Regions from separate parts of the Mus musculus genome. Here regions 1, 2, 4, 5, 6 and 7 are each linked to region 3. A link is a contact called in public HiCAR-type and promoter capture Hi-C data. All regions are on one chromosome and are shown on one strand. Each heading gives the region's core, a stretch centred on a gene start, on an enhancer-like site or on the middle of the called end of the contact. The rest is flanking DNA. Distances are from core to core; before and after follow the strand shown.

Region 1 (2,700 bases), core at 152-2,651, 2.4 Mb before region 3:
CGAAAACATCCAAGGTTAAGCCAGCACAAGCAGGTGAAGCCAACCCACGGTGTGATACGGCACCACGCTGACGTGCTGTGTCCTTAAGTGGTCACTTAAGAGTCTGCAGGGTGGAGTGAATTAAAGTGTCCGGCCAAAAAGCCAGAGGGTTGATGTTGGTTATGTTCAAGGCCTAGCGCTACAAATTTCTTTCATGCTCAAACGCAGAAATTTTGCCCCTGAGATGCAAGGTCTCCAACGTCCAACCACATTATCATCCGCTTATCCTATGTGGGTTCTTTATCGACACAAATCACCTGTGACAACCTAAAGGTCACCTCACTTCTAAGCACAAAAAGGCCCGTATGCCAGTCACTTGGGTACACACTATTCCTTCCTGCTTGGTGAGCTCGTATGCATCCTGCAAGACCCAGTTGAAGGCTCTTCTCTGCAGTCTACCCAAGCCGCCAGGGGAGTTGACTGACTGCCCCCTCTCTCCTTTGGGCGTGTCCTCTCTCTAATACGTTCTACTACGTTGAACAACGAGGTAAAGAAGCGTGTCTGGGGACCCTACATAGAGTAGGGTGAATGGTCCCACTTTACAGATGAGAAAGTCTAAGGAGCTCAAGGAACAAGCGACCAGGTCTCCCAGGTGCAGACTCCGGGCGAATTCATCCCCTTCCCCAGAACTCCCAGGCGTGCCAACGTCTCCCAAGGAGGCGGAAGCCTTGGATGGAGTCCGTCTGAGTGAAGGAGCTGCGGAACAGAGGAGAGGAGCAGAGTACTGACAGCGGTTCTGCTCTTCCGTAGTCCTGACAGCCCGGGCGGGGACGGAGGCCACCGATCCCAACAAGGAGGACTGCCCACCCCCACTGAGAGGAGCCCTCCCCGAAGCCTACTAGCGGGTTTTTCCTTACCAGGGAAAGACAGCCATCTTCCCAGTCACATGATCGCCTGTTTTCCGCGTCCAGCCCCTTTTCTCACATCCAGGGAAGCTCGGCCCCGCCCCAGACGCCATGATTGTGAAGGGCAGCTTCCGCTCTGAAGATCCCGGGCTCCGTCATCCGCCATGATTGTGAGGGGCAACTTCCTCCGGATTCCGATCCTCCGCAGTTGTATCGGGCAATGGCCCGGCAAAACCCAAGCTCCGTCATCGGCCTTGATTTTATTTTTTCTTTTTATTTTGTTAATAGAAATCCATTTACGTCTGCCTCCGAATGATGGGATTAAAGGCCTGCATCACCACGCCTTGCTTAAATCCCATTCGTATTATGTAAATATGTGCACGGAGGTCAGTGGATAACGGACAGGTGTTGGTCCTTTCTTCGCTTGGCACTAGATGCCATTACCTTCTGAGCCATCCCATTCACACACACACACACACACACACACACACACACGATGCCATTACCTTCTGAGCCATCCCATTCACACACACACACACACACACACACACACACACACACACACACACACACACACACACCGCCCCCCAGTCTTGTAAGGGGTAAGACGCCACTGGCTGCTTGGCCCGCCTGCGCCCTCTAGTGACAAAAAGGAGTGCACACACCCATCCCTGCTGAGGGCCAGACACAAGTGATTATGAAGTGAATTCTGTTTGGTGTGGGTTCTCTTCATGCTTCGTAAGGATGAACACTTTGGGCATTTTCCCCCCACTACTGACAATCTACGTCCGAATACGGGCAAGCAAGTTCTGTTCTTGACCACAGAACTTTGGCGCTCCTGTTTTAAGCCCCACCCCACCCCACCCCCATGGATAAATTATGATAGGGTGACTGCACTCAATGCACTTTGCCCACTCCCTTCTCAATAGAAACTTCTGGAGTATCTATCATTAATCACTTGTTTTTGGAAAACTGATGCTCAAAGCTGGTGAGTGTCAAACTCTAACTCAAATAAGAATGGATTAAGACTGGGAAATTAGCAGACTGTCTATTCATACCATCCTGGTTCTACTCCCAAGTGCATTTCCTTATGGAAAGAGCAGCATCCTCTTATGCGTTCTGGAAAAGGCAACGGAATATACTTTAACTAGGACTGACATTTTCAGAGTCCCAGTTTCTTCCTCTGTGAAACTGAGCTAACTGCTAAGGTGACAGGAGGTTATAAAATCCCTGTCTCCGGGGCAAACCTCAGATGCTGTAGTTAGTGAGGCAGGCAAGACAGGCTGCTCTTGGTTGGCCTTTGCTCTCAGAGCCTTTCTCTCTGTAGCGCTGACCCTGGTCTATAACAGAGCAGGGCATCTACTGTAAATGGGCATGCCACTTGCCTGGGGACTGTAAAACAGTGGCTCTGGGATAGTTGTGTGTACAATTCTAGGGGACACTGCTGTTGGTGGTTCCTTTGAAAGAATGGTAGCAGTTTGGGTGGTAAGAAGCAACTATGAGGCACTAAAGGCAGGGGACCAATTGTCCTTCGTACATTCGTCAAACCCATCCCATCTTATGTATAAAATAGATGATGGGGAACTATCATAAAACAGGCTACATTTCTGGAAAGGATAGATAACTAAAGGGTTCTTCTTACCACATGCTAAGACCATGGTTTTGTGGCATCTCTGTCAGTGTCCCTAAAGAACTGTAAAATCTGGGCTGGAGAAATGCGTTATCTGGTAAGCACTTGCTGTTCTTCCAGAAAACCCAGATTTGATTTCTAGAACCCAAACTCACAACCATCTGTATCTCCAGTCCCAGGGGATCT
Region 2 (2,700 bases), core at 189-2,688, 2.4 Mb before region 3:
GCTGGTACCACATCTTGCCTGTCCTCTTCTCTCTCTCTCTCTCTCTCTCTCTCTCTCTCTCTCTCTTAATAAAATGTTATATACCATGCCCACAGTGGCCAGAGAAGGGTGTTAGAGCCTCTGGAATTAAATGAGTTACCATATGTAGGCTGGGGATTGAACTCAGTTCCTCTGGAAGAGCAGCCAGTACTCCCAATCATTGAGTCAGCTCTCCAGCCCAATAAATGAGATTTAAGGTGGCTTTCTGGGCACACTGAGAAGAGCCACAATCCTTAAGATAAAACCATGATTCACAAAGGTCCCACAAGGAGGTGAACGCATCTTTACTGTCAACGAGATTCCTAGCAAATTGCAGGCTTGCAGATGGAAAAGGAGAAAAGCCATATATTAGACCTTTAGATTTGTTGCTATTTGAACATTCTAACTTGAAGCATCTCCATATAAAAGGAATGTGGGCTACCCATGCAGGAATTCTTGATGCTTAAAGTCAAGAGGCTTTAACCACACTTCTAGTAAGAGCTCTTTTTCCTTCCCACGGTCCCTTAATTTTCCTTGTCTTGTTATCGTGCTCAATACTACTTCCCGCAAGGGGAAGGTACTTTCACTAAATGCAGACATGTGTCCTGGTGGAAACAGCCCTTGCAAGAATGAAGATATTCCAAAGAGACATTTGTAAGTCACCCTTCTTGATATTATTTTGAGGCATGGACCGCAGGAAATTGGAATTTCCTTAGGAGTCTGATTTTGAGAGAAGGAAAGGGCTTAGAGCCTGTGTCCAGCCTGGAAAAAAATGTATCTTTTCTGTAAGTTCAAAGGGTTCTGAAGGTCCCGGACCTTTCTGAACAGACTGGAACTAAGTGGTCAATGATGGGCGGGGCTTCTTAGCCAAGCATGCCTCTTGCCCTCTATTTAAACCTAAACCTCCCGTCAGAACCCTGAAAACGGACTTGTGGGTGTGCTTTACTAGATTTCTTCCCGGTGTGTCCATTTCTCTGCTTTTTACTTTTTTTTTTGTTTGGTTCATGGAGCGTAACTTATTACAGCTCCAGGGTAAGCCTGGCTCATTACAGGCCCTGTCTCTGACCCAGAAGAACTCTGGAAACACTACTGGCACATTTTGAATAAGCAGGTTAAACATCCTGTTCCTTTTAAAGTCAAAGCCTTTAGTTTCCTCGAGGTCAGATACAAGGTCACTAAGAAACTTTGACCGTGTCACCCTCCTTCCACTAAGTCTGAAGGACAGGGTCTAAGTCTTGTCCTCACTTTACATAACCCGAAGCGCCCTTGGAACCCAGGCCTGGGGCAAGGGCCTGCTCCTGTTGCCATGACAGCGGTTCCGGCCCCCCAACGCCGAAGCTCCGGGACTCTGATTGGCTGGAGGGCGGGCTCTTTCTCGAGATGGGTCCGTCGGCGCCATTGTGCAGCGCTGCTCCCAGCGGAGGGTTCCGGCTGTGGCCAGTACCTCGGCGTCTACGCGTCGCCCGGCAGGTCCGGGGCTCCGGTCCGTGCCGGTGCAGGCGCCGGCATGTGGCTGTGGGAGGACCAGGGCGGCCTCCTGGGCCCCTTCTCCTTCGTGCTGGTGCTGCTGCTGGTGGTGACACGCAGCCCCTTCAACGCCTGCGTGCTCACCGGCAGCCTCTACATCCTGCTGCGGTTCTTCAGCTTCGAGCCGGTGCCGTCCCGCCGGGCCCTGCAGGTGCTCAAGCCCCGTGACCGCGTGTCCGCCATCGCCCATCGCGGCGGCAGCCACGACGCGCCCGAGAACACGCTGGCGGCCATCCGGCAGGTGAGCCCCGCGCACGCCTCGGGCCTGCTCCGCCGCTGACATCTCTTCTTCTCCTCCCGGCTCCGCATCCCTCCCCACTTCAGCTATTTCTAGAATTCCGCGGGTAATTGTAAGACTTGGTATGTGCCAGACGCTGGGATGGCAGCCAGGCACGACTCCTTTGACAGGGCTTTCATCTGGGTTGGGAGAGATAACATATGAGGCTACTTTAGGGTGGGGCAGTGCATTATGTAGCAGTAGTTTTCTATGAACTAGATATTTGTGAACTGTGAACTAGAATTACAAGGTTGGAATCAGTGGGAAGTGTTCCAGGATGCCGATGGCAAGTGCAAAGGGCCTGAGGTGAGGTTTATGTTGGAGTGGTAAGGTAGCAACACAACACAACAGGCTTATATGTGGTGCTGGCTTCGAGGAGCAGAACAAACTCTAGTGTATGGATGAATTAAGATATGAACTAGGTCAAATGGGTTCTTGTTAGTAAATGGGATTTCTCTCTTTTTTTCGAGACAGGGTTTCTCTGTAGTCCACTCCTTGAACTTATCAGACTGGCCTCAACTCAGATCCACCTGCCTGGTGGGGTTAAAGTGCTGGGACTAAAGACACCCACCACCACCAACTAGCAAGATATTCTTAATCACCCTTATCACAGGGTGTATTTCTGTCCTCTGTATTACTTGGATATTATCTTTATGGCCTCTTTCCAAATACACCTTCATCATAGTCGTCAACCCTGGCAGCCAGACTCCTCTGTCAATATTTGCTTCCCCTTTCCATAAGGCACCCAGGAGAATTTTAATAGCCCTTTGCCCTTGGAAGCCTTCTGTTTTCAGATTAATGTCAGCTTGTATGGCAAGAGCATTTCAGTGGATTATGGACTTCAGTGCACTACAGTCAGCCTTCATACGTGTTGGCCT
Region 3 (2,700 bases), core at 155-2,654:
CAATTCCCAGCAACCACATGGTGGCTCACAACCATCTATAATGGGTTCTGATGCCCTCTTCTGGAGTGTCTGAAGACAGCTACAGTGTACTTATATTAAATAAATAAATCAATAAATCAATCTTTAACACACACAATTTAGAGGGATTTACAAAGAGACCACTAACCACTAGGCAGACAATGGATTGTATACATAATGGGACACCACTTAAGCTGCCTGAGAGATGATGGATAGGATTGGGGTACCCGTGGAAACAATGAAGTATTTGATACGTTTCTGTGGTGAGATGTGTTGGAGTGACTCGTGGAAATGAGAAAGACTATTGAACCCTAAATTTGTATTCGGACAAATGTGTTAGAGTGAAATGAAGTATTCTTGCTTAGGGATTGCGAATTGAAGCCAAGCTTGATGTTCGGATCACATATCTGGGCTAAAAGTGTGAATCTGGTTAATTAATCAAATACAACTTTGCCAGGAAATAAATACAAATTTGGTTCAAGTTCCCAATGTTTTGGAAAACGTAATTCAACTAGTAATGGGTTAAAAGAACGCAGCTGGGCATGATGGCTCAAACCTTTCATCATCATTTCAGCATTTTTTTAAGAGACAGAGGCAGAAAGACTTAACGTGTGTTTGAAGCAAGCCTGGTCTACAAGGCGAGTTCCTGAACAACCAAAACTACATTGAGGGACCCGGTCTCAAACACAACAAAAAAGAAAACTGGATCAGTATTTCAGTACTGTTTCAAACCTCTCACGCTTCACTTGTCAACAGGGTCTTGTAGATCTGAGTTTCTTGGGTCCATGTCTTTGTTGTTTTTTGTTGCATTTACAATAAATTGTTATATTCACCCATTCTTCGAACGCTCTGTGGTGAACCGGACTAGGACATCCTTAAAAGACCAACTCCCGGGGTAGTCCCTTTCCCCCTCATCTTCTCGAAGCTTCTTTCCTCGTTCCCAACTCTTCTCCGACGGGGGTGAGCGGTTCTGCGCTCCGACCTGTGTAGAAAAGGCGCGCAGACAGGAGGACAGACCCGGGCGGGGCTCGGAAGCCTAGAATTAACGATCTAGAGAGAAGCGCCGGCTGCACCTAGGCTTTGCGATCATCCCACACCGCACGAGTTCGGGGCTGCAGAGGGAGCCCTGAGAAACCCGCAGCTTATCCAAATCCTTCAGCCCAGGACTCGAGCACGCCCTAGGTCCCCTCAGATGCGACTTCCGAAGAGATGTTAGAGACAGACTTGCTGCTCTGGCTAAGAGCAAGACTAGAGACAAGAGTTCAAGGCGTAGCAACCCAGCCATACACTTACCGCCTCGCCGCCATGCCTTCTGGGACGCGTAGTCTCCCGGGCTCCGGTGGCCACACTATGTAGCCCCGCCCCCGCGCGAGAGCAAACGTCGGTGAGTGGCGTCACTTCCTGTGCGGCTTGATTTCCTGTGCCGTTTCCTACCTCGTTCTCTCTTTGCTGCCAGACCTCCGCCATCATGGGTCGCATGCACGCTCCCGGGTGAGCCCGCGGCGCCGACCTTGGTTGCGGGGCTGGGGCGCGGGGCTGAGAGAGGAGGATGCGGGCTGCGGGTGAAGGGACAGTGGGGCTGCTTGGGGCGCGGGCCGCCGCTTTACTTCCTATCTTCTGTTTTCAGGAAGGGCCTGTCCCAGTCGGCGCTGCCCTACCGCCGTAGCGTCCCCACGGTGAGTAGAGGCTGAGGGTTGGAGGGCGGCGTGGGAAGCGATCGGTGCGCGGGAGGATGGGACCCGAAGTGGAAGGTTGCCGCCGTGCTCTCTCATCCTAAGGCCGATTTCTCTTCCATCTGTAGTGGCTGAAGTTGACGTCTGACGACGTGAAGGAACAGATTTACAAATTGGCCAAGAAAGGCCTGACTCCCTCCCAGATAGGTGAGTGTTGATGTAATCTCTTCCTTCTGCTCTCGAGAAACAAATGTGTCTAGTCCGTATGTTAAAAAGGTTCCTCCTGCTTCCACAGCGGAGCAAGGGCTGTCTGGGATTGAGTCACATCTAACTGAATTGATTCTAAGCTGCTCTGACTTTGTACAAATGGGAAATAACTCGTTTCTGGTAGCTTGGCTTCTGAGTCTGGGAATAACTGCTCATCGGAGGAAAATATCCTCTTTAGGATATAAAAAGTTCGCTAGAAATATGCAGAAAAAATCATGTGAAATGGGCTCAGCTGATCTGAAGTAATTTGAGGTTTAAAAGCAATAACATGCAGTTTTAAAGATAGGTACAAATAAATGTTGGGCTGCTTTTAAGTTAATACTAAATATAAAGGTAGAAGTCACATTGTTTCCTCTGGTCAGATGTATTCTGGCAAGCTCACAGTGATGATGGTGTTCCAACATTCGCAGTTTCCACCAGAAGGACTTTCCATGTTGGGTTGACCTTCCTTGGATGTCTGAGTGAGCTGGAAATTTGGAGTTTGGCTGTTAGGGTTTTATCGCATGTGTGTGTGCTTGAGTGTGTTTCTCTTTTCAGGTGTAATCCTGAGGGACTCACACGGGGTGGCCCAGGTCCGTTTTGTGACTGGAAATAAAATCTTGAGAATCCTCAAGTCCAAAGGCCTTGCCCCTGACCTCCCCGAGGATCTCTACCATTTGATTAAGAAAGCTGTTGCTGTCCGAAAGCACCTTGAGAGGAACAGAAAGGTAAGGCGGACAACAAACCAGGTGTTGTGTCGAGA
Region 4 (2,700 bases), core at 105-2,604, 2.5 Mb before region 3:
TCCTGGACTGAATAAAAGGAAGGAAGTGAGTTGAGCCCCAGAATCCATCTCTGTTTCTTAGTTGTGGATGCAAACGGGACCGGCTGCCAGGAGCCCCCACTGGGATGATGTACCATATCCTCAAACTGTGAGCCCAAATAAGTCTCTGAGTTGCTTTTGTCAGATATTTTTCACAGCAATAAGAAAAGTATCAAACTATACAATAAACTGTACTATGAAGATCTATTGGCTTGGAAAAGTGAATCCTCTGGGTGAAAGACAGTAAGTATATAGACACCTGAATATTGCTGCAGATAGTTCCTCGGGTAAGGACCCTAAGGGTAGAACTTACAAGAACATCAGGGTGAAACCTTTTCTCTAAAGCAAAGGTTACAGGGAAGGAGTAATGCAAGCCCTGTGGTCTGGGAGGACTGACTGACTCTTCTCTTCTTCCTCTGAACTCACCACTTCTTCCAAGTCACCATTTTTCCCTCTATACACTGACAAATTCACTGTTTCCATTCACGAAACATTTACTGACCTGGAACTATTCCATAAATATTGCTATTTAAATTTATCAAAATTAAGTAAAATAAGAAATTTGGTTCTTCTAGTCTGCCAGTCCCAAATTACACCCCAAACCCATTTAACAGCACAGATTATTGAACGTTCTATTAGTGTTGTATTGGACAGCCAATGCCACAAGAATGAAAATCTTTCAGTAGCTGGAAGGCTGAGGCAGGAGGATACTCAGCTGGAAGCCAGTCTGTAGTCCAAAAAGGCGAGAGAAAAGGGAGAAGGGATAGACAGCGGACTTATTATGAATGAATCTGTGTCTCTTGCCTTTGAGATCTGGAGGCTTTGGAATGAAGGAAAACTAACACTCTTCCTGTAACCTAGGATCTGTGACTACGTGGTTCTACCTCCTAACACCACGACATAGGTACCATTGTTATGCCCGCTGTACGACTATTACAAGACCCCATGACCAAGGTTCGTGGGCTACAAAGGAACAAGTGATCTAGCCTGCTTGTGGGGCTTCAGAAAGGCTTTGGGGCAAGTGGAGATCAAAATCTATTTGTCCACACCAAAATACTTCCTGAGTATCACCGGAGCCTGTCTACAGAGTTCATTCATTCCCTGCTTCCTCGGGCGATCTGCGGGCGGTCCGGGTCTCTACCCTGAAGCTTCACACTACGCAACTCTCTGACCGGGTTTCCTTCTGCGAGCCTGTTGCCTGAGGTCGCACCGGAATCCAAGACATACGCCAACCTCTTTCTCCGCGTGTGGGCCTAAGGCTCGGCTCCTCCGCCCGCGCGCGTCACCCGCCTGGCGCACAGAGGCTTGGAACGCGCGTCCCGGCGGGTCCCGCCCGCGTCCCGCCCGGCCCGACCAGCGGCGGGGCGCCTACCCTCGCAGATCTGATCCCATAGGCTCTTCCCCGGCGGCTCGACGACCTGCGGGGGTGACACGAGCACTTCGGGAGACCCGGGCGACACTGCGGGCACCGGCGTGCGCGTAGTGATCGGCGAATCCGCGGAGCCGCTCGCCTCCTCACGCAGCACGCTGCGGCTGGATACAAGTCTCGGCGCCGCCATGGACGCGGTTTCTACAGCAACCCAGGGCACCGGGAGGCCGCGACCCGGAAGGAGAAGGATTTCGAGGGGGCGGGCCAGAAAGTCGAAGCTGACTTCCGGATCGCGGCTGCGCGGCTGCTCACGCGGGGACGCTTGGCCTGCTAGCGAACCAGGTGAGTGCGGGTGGTTTGTGCGGGGCCCCGAGGAAGGTGCTGCACGCTGGGGGAGAGGAAAACAAAGATAAGTCACCCCCAACTCGCCTGCAGCCCTCGGTTTCTCTCCAAGCCGTCCCGCCTTGGAGTAGGCATGGGGATGATCCTGGCTAGCAAGCAGCCTGCGGTTGGTGAGGGCAGCACACGCTCCTCTGGCTCGAGTCCGTGTTTTGCACCTTGTTGACTTTGAGACCTAGTGAGTTACAGTCTCCGAGGCCTGTGAGGCTTATTGGTCACACTAACCCTATCCACTGCTGCCGCGGGAATTTAAGAGTGCCTTCACACTGGGCATAGTGGCCCACGTCTATAACCCCGGCACGCGGGATGCAGATCAGCCCTAGCGACGTAGTCAAACTTTGTCTCAAAAACAAGGCGCTTTTGAAGAAAGCTTGTGTTTGCAGGTGATGCAGTGTAGGTTCGGTTCCACTTCTCGCGAGTGAAGTACAGTTAAAGGGATGGAAAAGAGTATGTTGCTGTTGGCTGAGTGGCAAAACAAAGAAGTGGGTTAAGCTGACGCCTGGGACCTTTTTGTCCGGGTTATTTTTCGTGATCACTGGCCCTAATCCTGTAGAATCATCATGGTCTTACTTGATACTGGCCTGTCGGGACTTGTATCTTTCTCTCCTTTGTGAGTCCCCTTCCTATGTCCTCTAAAAGTCAGTATGTCTTGAGGCCCAGTTATGTTTTCTTGTTAATTATCATCCCTGAAGTCCTGTTTATGTCGTCTCTGTTGGCGAGAGTGACTTCCTTGCCTCAGCCCTACAGTACACATGCTGAGTGAGTTATATCAAGGCAGCTGTTTCATCCAGCTGCCCAGTCACCCTCCACTTCTGCCTCAAGGGTTGACTCTACCATCCTATTGGTCAAACTGGAAAACCATGTTCAATATTATGGAGTTGAGAAAAATGCCACCATAATATTGGTGTATAAGA
Region 5 (2,700 bases), core at 152-2,651, 2.3 Mb before region 3:
CAGACGTGGTGATCCCGCTTGGCTGCTTTCACTGCCACTGCTAATGGTCTCCGGTGCCAGCTGGCGTCTGAGCCTTTTAGTAATTCTCAAAATAGCAGTCTTGCTCTGCCCTGTTGCCACCTGCTCGTCCCTGGTCCTCCTCTGATCCACTTTCTTTTTTTGTGGAGGTTCCTGTGTTGTCCAGGCTGGCCTTGAGTTCTTGGGCTCAATCTTCCCGCTTCAGCCTCCTGAGAAGGTGGGACAGCCACTCCATCCATCAAGTCCCAATTCCTCCTTGTTCCTTCTCCTCCTTCCAGACAGGGTATCACTATGTCGCCGTGGCTGGCCTGGAACTTGCTATGTAGATCAGGCTGGCTCACATTTACAGATCCATCTGTCTCCCAAGTTCTTCTTTTTAACTTTTTATTTATGTGTATGTGTGTTTGCATGAGCATGTACGGTGTGTCAGGTGCCTGTGGAGGTTGGAAGAGAGTTCCCTGGAGTTGGCGTTCAGGGTGGTTGTGGGTGTTGGGGATTGAACCCCAATCCTCTGGAAGAGCAGGAAACGCTCTTAACCAACGAAGCATCTCTAAAATCCCACTTTCTTCTTTAAAAGAATATTTTCCAAATTTCATTTATTCGTATTTCTTTTGTGCCTGTATGCATGCAGGGGACATCTGTGAGAGCCCATCTTCTCCTTCTACCCTATGGATTCTGAGGCTAGAACTCAGGCTGCCAGGCTTGGTGGCAAACACCTTTACCTGCTGATTCATCTTACTGGCCCCATTCATTACTTTAATTTTACGTTTTAGCTGTACATGTATATATATGTATGGGGTGTTGGTGAATGAGAACATTTCTAGGAAGAACATATGTAGCAAATCCCCCACCTGCCCTTCCCTCCGGTAACCATGCAAGTTGACTGCACCCTCTAGACAGCCATCTACACACACATACATTGATATATAGCGTGTAAGGTACACATTGACTGTCTTAGTTATGCATGTGTCACACACATACACACACACACACACGAACCCAAAGGGCAACGTTCCACACTTTCTGTTCCACACTTGCTACCAAGTGACAATTTACAATAGTGGGACTTGTAATCCAAGCACTTGGGAGGTGGAGGCAGGAGATTAGGAGCTCAAGGCCAACCTGGGTCTCAGAGTACCAGAAGAGAGGGAGGGAGAGAAAGAGAAAGGGGAGGGGAGGGGGGAAGAAGAAGGGGAGGGCGCACCGAGAGAGTAGGAAAGGGGAGGGAGGGACCAAGGGGAGGGGAGAAGGAGACTGAGAAAGAAGACTGAGAGGCTCCTGGAGGTAGCCGGTCCCCACCCCGCGCCCGTGGGAACGGCCCCGCCCGCCTCTGTGACGTCATCTGGAACCCGACAAGGCAGGGCCGCCGGCAGGCGGCTGGAGGGTCCTCGCCGAGCCGTGATGAGCGAGGGCAGCGCGGGCGACCCGGGCCACGGGTCCAGCCGGCAGCGGGCCGTACACCCAGGTAGGTCGCGGCGGGACCAGGCGTGCGGGGCGGCAGGGTGGCCGTCCTGGTCCTCCGCGGGGCACCGCTGCGGGGAAAGCGGTGGGCAGCGGATATGCCCGGCTAGGAGGCTCGCCTTGCCTTGCCTACCGAGCTGGAGAGGCAGTCCCCACTTTCCACGCGACGATTCACGGACCCAGGCCAGCCTCTAGATCGCCACGGTATCTTATTCTGTGAAGAGATTGTGACAACCTGCCCGCCCCAGCGGCTGGCCCCTAGATATTCCCTTTAGACCCACTCGAAGCCATTCTGTCTCTGGTCTTTATTGCTGTGTGAATTTTGCCAAGTGACTTGCCCTCTCTGAGCCTCAGATTGACAGAATAACAGTGAAATATTAACAAATGCCCAGCACAGCCCCGATTATAGCGAGGCAATAGTCGATGGCAGCCTACTTAGCACAGGAAAAATTTCTTTTTAGTTGTGTTAAATATACAGTCAAATATACAGCTTCCTGAGATTTTACAGAAATGTGTAAAGACGCCGCCCAGTAGATATAGTAGAGCTGCCAACCCCCTGGAGCAGGCTTCCTTGTACTTTGTATTTACTTTGTTTCTGTCTTGAGCCAGAACTAACAAAAGTTATCTGCAGTATGAGTTTCAGTGAGATTGGATCTACGAAGGCAAAGCTCAGAGAGAGGGCATTGGGCTCTTCAGCCTCCAGAAGAAAGACCCAGTCCTGGGACAAAGCTCTGGAAGCAGGGAAAAAAAAATCAGGCGAAGCTCTATGATAGGGTTTTCCCCTTTCTTGCTCAGCTCCAGCTCTGCTGATGTCAGCTTGTTTCAGCCCTTTGGTAACAGCAAGGGGCCTGGAATCCCACAGTGAGGGGCTGGGGGCGTGGCACCTGTAGCGTTTTTCCAGCCACCCCAGGGTCCCATGCAGCACTGTGAAAGCCCAATATCTTTCTGGGTGGCTCCCATGGTTCTTCCTCTTGTTCCAGCATGCTCGGTCTCACTTTGGGTCTTTGCTGAGAGTTGAAGGGCCACTCTAAGCAACCCCTGGACCTCTATAAACTGAGCCATCTCTCCAACCCCCTTGGTTATCTGCAAGGTTTTGTTTGTTTTGAAATTCCCGGGCTAGGTCTTAGAGCCTCACACAGCAGGACAAGAGCTCTCCCTCAGAACTACATTCCCCAGTTCTTTTTACTTTTTAAAGTTGTTTTGGTTTTTTTTTTTTTTTTT
Region 6 (2,700 bases), core at 196-2,695, 2.8 Mb after region 3:
ACCGGCCTTTTGTCCTATCTTTAAGCAGAAATTATCTCTCCCATTTAAATCCACTGAAAATGTGGATTTAATTCTACCTGTACCCTACAAATAAAAGCTTCAAAGAGGAAAGCAGTTGACAGCAACACACATATACTAATGTCTTTCTTAAGTGAAAATATTTTTTGTTTATTTAACTACAAAACTAGTCTCAAAAGTGAAAGCAACTGCCCAACAAGCATAAAACAAATTCCACTACATTAAAAAGATTGCTCATTCAGAACTGCACAACTACATTCACACAGTATCACTTCTGTTTTTGTAAGACACCTTGCACCATCCTCATGTCATATTACCCATCCATTATCCATCCCCAACCAGACTCTTTAAATGTTGCCCTTAGCACTTTTCTTTAAGAATTAAGCAATTTCCCAGTCCAAAAAAAAAAAAAAAAAAAATCAAAGAATACTTAATACCCATTACTTCTAAGAGCTAAGTTTGTGTGAGCTGTGGCTAAACAATCAGATGGATCATCCAGGGGACAGCATAAAGGTGAGCTAATGATCAGCCTCAGTAGGTAGCTACGTTGAGTGTTCCGAGCTGTCATCCTGAGATACTCTCTCTCAACTCTGTACTCCCAACTCACTCCACTGTTCACAAAAGATCCCCACCCTTGAGCAAGCACACAGAAATCCACCTTGACTGTTCCTTGTGTACTTTCCAAGAAACCAAATAACGCCTTCTAGTCAGACAGCCTCCATCCACCCCTCATCTAAAATCCACTCCTCGGACACCTTCCGGTTTCTGTGTGTACCTTCTCACACTCCACATGCCCTGTCCCCATTGGTCCAGAGACCTTAACCTTCAAACCCCAAACCAGTTCTCCATCTCTCAGCTGATTTCTCCGCAACGCCATTGATACCTACTTCCCAGAGGCCGATCCCACTCTGGAGCAGGGGCCTCCTCACTGGACGCCCTCTCCAGAGCATCACCCCTTTCCCATCACTTTCTTCCTCTCAATCCCAGGCCGCCACCCTCCTCCGTTAACTCGGGCCCCCACCGTGGCCGCCTCTGCGCGGCCTCCCCCCGCAGACGGAACCCCTGCCTCCCCGGGTTGCAGGCCAGGGGCCTCTAAGCTCCCTCGCCGCGGCCCTGGCAGTCGGGAGGGCGGCGGCCCGGCCACGCCGCGCAGGGACAGTCCCAGCAGAGGAGGCGCCCCCGCCTCCAGGCGGCCGTGGCGGGGCGGGGGCGGGGCGGTTCGCAGGCCCCACCTCAACGCAGCCCGGCCTAGGACTCCCGCAAAACGGCGGCCAAGTGCGGAGGGGCCGCGGCCGAGCCTGCGACAGAGCCCGTGCCGCTCACCTCGACGCGGAAGCTCGGGCCTCGCTCTCCCTTCAGCGATGGCTACGCCGTGGTCGCGCTCTCCTCACTCGCTTTTCACCGCCCCCGACCGGCTGCTGAAGAGCGGACCGACAGCGGTGCGCCCATTGGCTGAGAGCGCTATGGCGTCACGGGTCCCGACCGCGCCTCGGGGTCTGACTGGTTGGCGTGGCGCCTCTTTTCCACGTCTGCTCCTGATTGGCTCTTGCTCACACTCTTCCCGGGAGAACCGCTCACCCTCCACTCTTCTTCAGCCGCCCACCCCAAACCCCCCAGGCAGGACGGCCAATGGGGGAGCGGAGAGAGGCCGGGAAGTGGGCGGCTGGGCGGTGTGGTCGGGGAAAGCGCAGCCAATGGGCGCGCGCCGCACATCCCCGCTCAGCAGCGCCGCCCCCGGCCGCCCGCTTCCCGGAGGGTCGCGCCCTGGGCCACGCCCGACTACCCTGGCGCGGGAGCCCAGCCCACGCAAAAGGTGCGGGACAAGTGGCAGACGTGAGAGCCCGCCCCGCAGCCATCGCGGCGTGCTTGAGTACTGCCAACGTGCACCCTGGCGCTCCCCAGATGGGGCCGGCTACCCTCGGTCTTAACTGAGTGTGAGGATCCTCCCTGATAACTGCCAGCTTGGTTCCTTCGGAATGTGGAGCCAGCACTGTATGGACCTTCTGAAGGGCCCATCGGGAGGACTGGAGCCCGCGTCCATCCTCCCCGAGAGACTGTCCACCTAGTCCTTCCTCCTTCAAGACAATCCCGTGCAAGATGTAGGGACAGTGAGAGAAGTTTCAGCGTTGGAAGGTGGGGCGTGTGCTGAGAGCTAGGGTGCACGGGAACTTGCTGAGTGTCGCGAGCTAGAAGGTAGATACGCGTAGTTAGTATAACAAGTTTTATTTAGTTATGCTTTGGGTCTTCACACAATATAAACACTCTGAATTCCTAACTACGGTCCTAAGCCTATCTCCCGAGGCTGCTTACCTATGCGATGTATCTTGGCTGAAGGTCAGGTCCAGTCTCAAACAGAAATTTCTGATTCCAGGGGCAGGATCCTAGAAAAGATTCTCCAGCCACAGGGCAGATCAAAGTGGCATCTCTCCAGATGTGCAGAGCAGAGCATTGCTCTTAGTCTCTGCTTATATACTGTTCACTGGGCATCGTGGAGTTAGTTCTAGGACTATCTCTTGTTATCTTTGAGTGAGTGGTGTACGGAGTTATGGTTATCAGGTGCAGCCTTGAGTGTAGTGGGGATCCTGACTACACTATTTTTACATGCCTAAAAAACATTTTTCTAAAAAACTATGCTCATTACAATGTATGAGCTGGGAACCTGTTTTTTCTTGATGTGGTGGT
Region 7 (2,700 bases), core at 55-2,554, 2.7 Mb before region 3:
TGCCTGTGCGGAGAACTTTACAATGTATTCCAGGTGTACACCAGTGGTCACATATTAAAACAGTCTGGGTTACACAGTTGAGGTCCTGAAGACCAGGAAGGCAAACGTTTAAAAGCTGTCGGTGTCAATTCCACAAACTACCACCAGGGGACAGTGCACATCCACGTTCCAGTTCTTCGGTCTGACCAGTACTAGCTTGGGAAGACCTTGTCCTGCAAAACATTTAACAAACGCCTACTGTGTACCAAGCCCTGTTTCTGGCGCCGGGACAATGTCGCTAACATGGGGAAGGGCTGTGTCATAGGAGCACGTCCCTTACATGTGTCCTTAAAATATACATATGTGTGTGTGTGTGTGTGTGTGTGTGTGTGTGTGTGTGTGTGTGTGTGTATTCACAGAGACGCATAGCCAAGCTCTATGTGGCCTGACCCTGGAGAAAACTAACTTGAAGAAAGAGAGAAAAGGACTTTCAGGGACTAAGAAAAGGTAAGGAACAACCCGAGACTGACAGCTCGCTGCAGGGGATGCCGAAGCGCAGTCTCCCTAAGCCTAGCCTAGATGATGCTGACCTCAGACAGCCAGGTGAGCGATGTCCCAGACTCCTCCAGCATGTATGTCCGATGCCTGCCCTGTGGTCACTGGAGGTATCTGTGCCCTGAGCGTCAGTGCAGCGCACAGCCAGAATCTGGTCTCTCTAGGTATGTGTGCCCAAGAGAGTGGCGGGTGTGTGCCTATGTGAATGATGTGTAAGAGATGGTGGTGATCTTGTACACGGACCATCGTGAGGAGGTCACCTCGGTGATGGTCACGTTTGGGATAGCCAAAGATATCGGTGCTGGGTTCAGTGTGCTTAAAGAGGAAAGGACGGGCTGGAGCAGGGTGGAAGAGGGCAGGGAATGTGCTCATCGGGGACCTTCCTAAGTGCATCACAGCGAGGCTTTGGTGACTTTAGAACGCATGCAGTAGAACCTTGTCCAAGACCTGCTGCCGGTGTGTGAGGGGAGTGCCCCTCTAGGATCCTCGTAGGAATATTGCGTCCTATGTGGCTGAGGATGTTTCTACAGATCAATCTGAGCAACTGTGCGTCTGGACTCTTAATAGGGAGGAGGAGATGTCCTCGAATTTGGGGCACCAGGAGTTTTGGGTGAGAAAGCCGTCTTAGCGCTCCGAGCAAGCCAGGAAGGCGCCTGGGGATGCGAGCAAGCTGTGGCTCTGGTCCTGGTGGTGAGCAGAGCTGCAGACCCGGCAGGGGCGGGGCTTGCTGGGGCGGGGCCTAACGGAGAGGCGGGGCCGCGGCTGCTGCAGCGCGGGCCGGGCCAGGGGGCGCCTCGCGCGGCCGCAGCTCGGAAGGGCGATGCAGTGAGGCGGGCTCGGCTGGCGGGCGTGCGCGGAGCGGGGGCCGCGGGCGCGCTGCAGAGATGTGACTTGGGCCCAGGGCCAGCAGGAGCGTCGGCGCTGCGGGGACGCGAGGGTCGGTGAGTACCAGCCAGCGCGGGCACGGGGAGGGCGCCGTAGGGACCCCAGAAACTTTTCCCGCCGTGATTTTGGAAAGATCCGGAGCGGATCCTGGCTCGTGCTTTTTCTGTTCTCCCTTCTCCCCCTCCTCCTCCTCCTTGGGGTACATCTGCAGAAGCCGTGGGGTTCGAGTGAGGGGTGCCACAGTGCGGCGGGAGAGGAGCCGCATTGGACCGACCGAGGGCAGTGGTTTGGGGACCTTTATCTGGTGGGGGAATCCACGAACTAAGGCTCTGACTATGGTCCGGGGTGAGGACAGACTACAAGCGTCTGGGAATAAAGGGGAATCTGGCCCTGTGCTAGTGACCCCTGTGAGGGACGTCGCCTGCAGGTTCCAGGGGGCCTGGCGGTTGGTGGGGTGCGAGGACAGCCAGGGTGCTGGTCCTGAACTAAGCACTACATGGCCTGAGGCAGGGGCCGGCCTTTGGAGACCTGAAATCTCACCTGCCGCAGGGTCTGGGGAACCCAGCTTGCAGCCCGCAGTGGCCACGCACTCTTGGAAAAAGGCGCGAGAGGGTGGGCACCACAGGGAGGGAATCTGAAGCTGGGGGACAAATAGTGGGCTGGCAATCTAGGGGCGGCTGCTTATGGTGAAGCGGAAGAATTTCTATCCCAGGCGAGGGCACTTGGGCCTCTGAGGAAAGCAGCCAGGCTAGGGGTAAGGACTACCCAGTGCAACGTCCCCTCTTCCTAGGGGACTGGGGCTCGAAGCCCCAAAGGACCCCACACATTTCATGGACCTGGTGGGAGAGATGAGCACAGATGAGGATCCAGCACCCCTCCTTGGCCGGCGGTAGCTGATTAAACAGTTTTGGATCGGCCCACCGACCTTGCTCCAGAGGACGCCCCCAGATCAGAGTGTTCATCCCCCTGTTCTAGCTCGGCCTAGCCAGTTACCCCCTTCTTCTTCTGTTCGCCAAGGGGGCGGCTCTTTGGAAGAGGGACAAAGGCCCCGGGAGTGTGGCGGGCACCATCGTCCCTGCCTGGGGCCCCCAAGCACACGCGCCGCATCGGCCGCCGGACTGCGCCGGGGTGGGGGCACCTGAGCAGCGTCCAGAAAGCTCCGGGGGTCCCCACAAAGACAAGAGGATGCAGAAGAGGCTAAGCACACCCCGTAGACAAAGCACTTGAGAACGTTATTTCCTAAGTTTCTTTGGTGGGCACTCAGAGCTTTGGGAATAACCG

The links. Promoter capture Hi-C pulls out the DNA fragments that hold promoters and counts their contacts. HiCAR-type assays count read pairs that join an accessible place to other places. Capture Hi-C pulls out chosen DNA fragments and counts their contacts.
Region 1: a contact with region 3 is called in a promoter capture Hi-C map of liver, with 3 times the contacts expected there. The contact joins the promoter of Vps35l here to the promoter of Rps13 in region 3. A contact is called at or near these places in 4 of 39 promoter capture datasets (hippocampal neurons, liver, neutrophils and 1 more), 1 of 115 datasets of contacts at active chromatin or transcription factors (astrocytes) and 2 of 9 other capture datasets (adipose tissue and liver).
Region 2: a contact with region 3 is called in a promoter capture Hi-C map of pre-B cells, with 6 times the contacts expected there. The contact joins the promoter of Gde1 here to the promoter of Rps13 in region 3. A contact is called at or near these places in 5 of 39 promoter capture datasets (hippocampal neurons, liver, neutrophils and 1 more), 3 of 484 Hi-C or Micro-C datasets (B cells, CD4 T cells and uterus) and 2 of 9 other capture datasets (adipose tissue and liver).
Region 4: a contact with region 3 is called in a promoter capture Hi-C map of pre-B cells, with 5 times the contacts expected there. The contact joins the promoter of Knop1 here to the promoter of Rps13 in region 3. A contact is called at or near these places in 4 of 39 promoter capture datasets (the 3T3-L1 cell line, liver, neutrophils and 1 more) and 1 of 9 other capture datasets (adipose tissue).
Region 5: a HiCAR-type map of astrocytes shows a contact between it and region 3, with 4 times the contacts expected there. The contact joins the promoter of Tmc7 here to the promoter of Rps13 in region 3. A contact is called at or near these places in 1 of 39 promoter capture datasets (hippocampal neurons) and 1 of 115 datasets of contacts at active chromatin or transcription factors (astrocytes).
Region 6: a contact with region 3 is called in a promoter capture Hi-C map of liver, with 3 times the contacts expected there. The contact joins the promoter of Far1 here to the promoter of Rps13 in region 3. A contact is called at or near these places in 1 of 115 datasets of contacts at active chromatin or transcription factors (thymic regulatory T cells) and 1 of 9 other capture datasets (liver).
Region 7: a HiCAR-type map of astrocytes shows a contact between it and region 3, with 3 times the contacts expected there. The contact joins the promoter of Gprc5b here to the promoter of Rps13 in region 3. A contact is called at or near these places in 1 of 115 datasets of contacts at active chromatin or transcription factors (astrocytes) and 2 of 9 other capture datasets (adipose tissue and liver).

What each region holds. Positions count from the first base shown.
Region 1 is chr7:118,738,972-118,741,671 of GRCm38.p6, reverse strand. Vps35l (VPS35 endosomal protein sorting factor like) reads right to left here and starts at 1,401. Exons shown (of 31, transcript NM_027815.4): 1 at 897-1,401. The coding sequence starts at 997.
Region 2 is chr7:118,704,476-118,707,175 of GRCm38.p6, reverse strand. It overlaps Gde1 (glycerophosphodiester phosphodiesterase 1), which reads left to right and starts at 1,438. Exons shown (of 6, transcript NM_019580.4): 1 at 1,438-1,786. The coding sequence starts at 1,526.
Region 3 is chr7:116,332,894-116,335,593 of GRCm38.p6, reverse strand. It overlaps Rps13 (ribosomal protein S13), which reads left to right and starts at 1,404. Exons shown (of 6, transcript NM_026533.3): 1 at 1,404-1,509; 2 at 1,646-1,694; 3 at 1,820-1,898; 4 at 2,496-2,665. The coding sequence starts at 1,487. It overlaps Snord14a (small nucleolar RNA, C/D box 14A), which reads left to right and starts at 2,337; the gene lies at 2,337-2,423. Gm10589 (a long non-coding RNA gene) reads right to left here and starts at 1,425. Exons shown (of 2, transcript XR_869889.2): 1 at 1,312-1,425.
Region 4 is chr7:118,854,652-118,857,351 of GRCm38.p6, reverse strand. Knop1 (lysine rich nucleolar protein 1) reads left to right here and starts at 1,354. Exons shown (of 5, transcript NM_023197.3): 1 at 1,354-1,729. The coding sequence starts at 1,576. Iqck (IQ motif containing K) reads right to left here and starts at 1,600. Exons shown (of 9, transcript NM_001374605.1): 1 at 1,391-1,600. The coding sequence starts at 1,577.
Region 5 is chr7:118,583,387-118,586,086 of GRCm38.p6, reverse strand. Tmc7 (transmembrane channel-like gene family 7) reads left to right here and starts at 1,401. Exons shown (of 16, transcript NM_172476.4): 1 at 1,401-1,483. The coding sequence starts at 1,420.
Region 6 is chr7:113,512,579-113,515,278 of GRCm38.p6, reverse strand. It overlaps Far1 (fatty acyl CoA reductase 1), which reads right to left and starts at 1,445. Exons shown (of 13, transcript NM_027379.4): 1 at 1,342-1,445.
Region 7 is chr7:118,993,815-118,996,514 of GRCm38.p6, reverse strand. Gprc5b (G protein-coupled receptor, family C, group 5, member B) reads left to right here and starts at 1,304. Exons shown (of 4, transcript NM_022420.2): 1 at 1,304-1,475.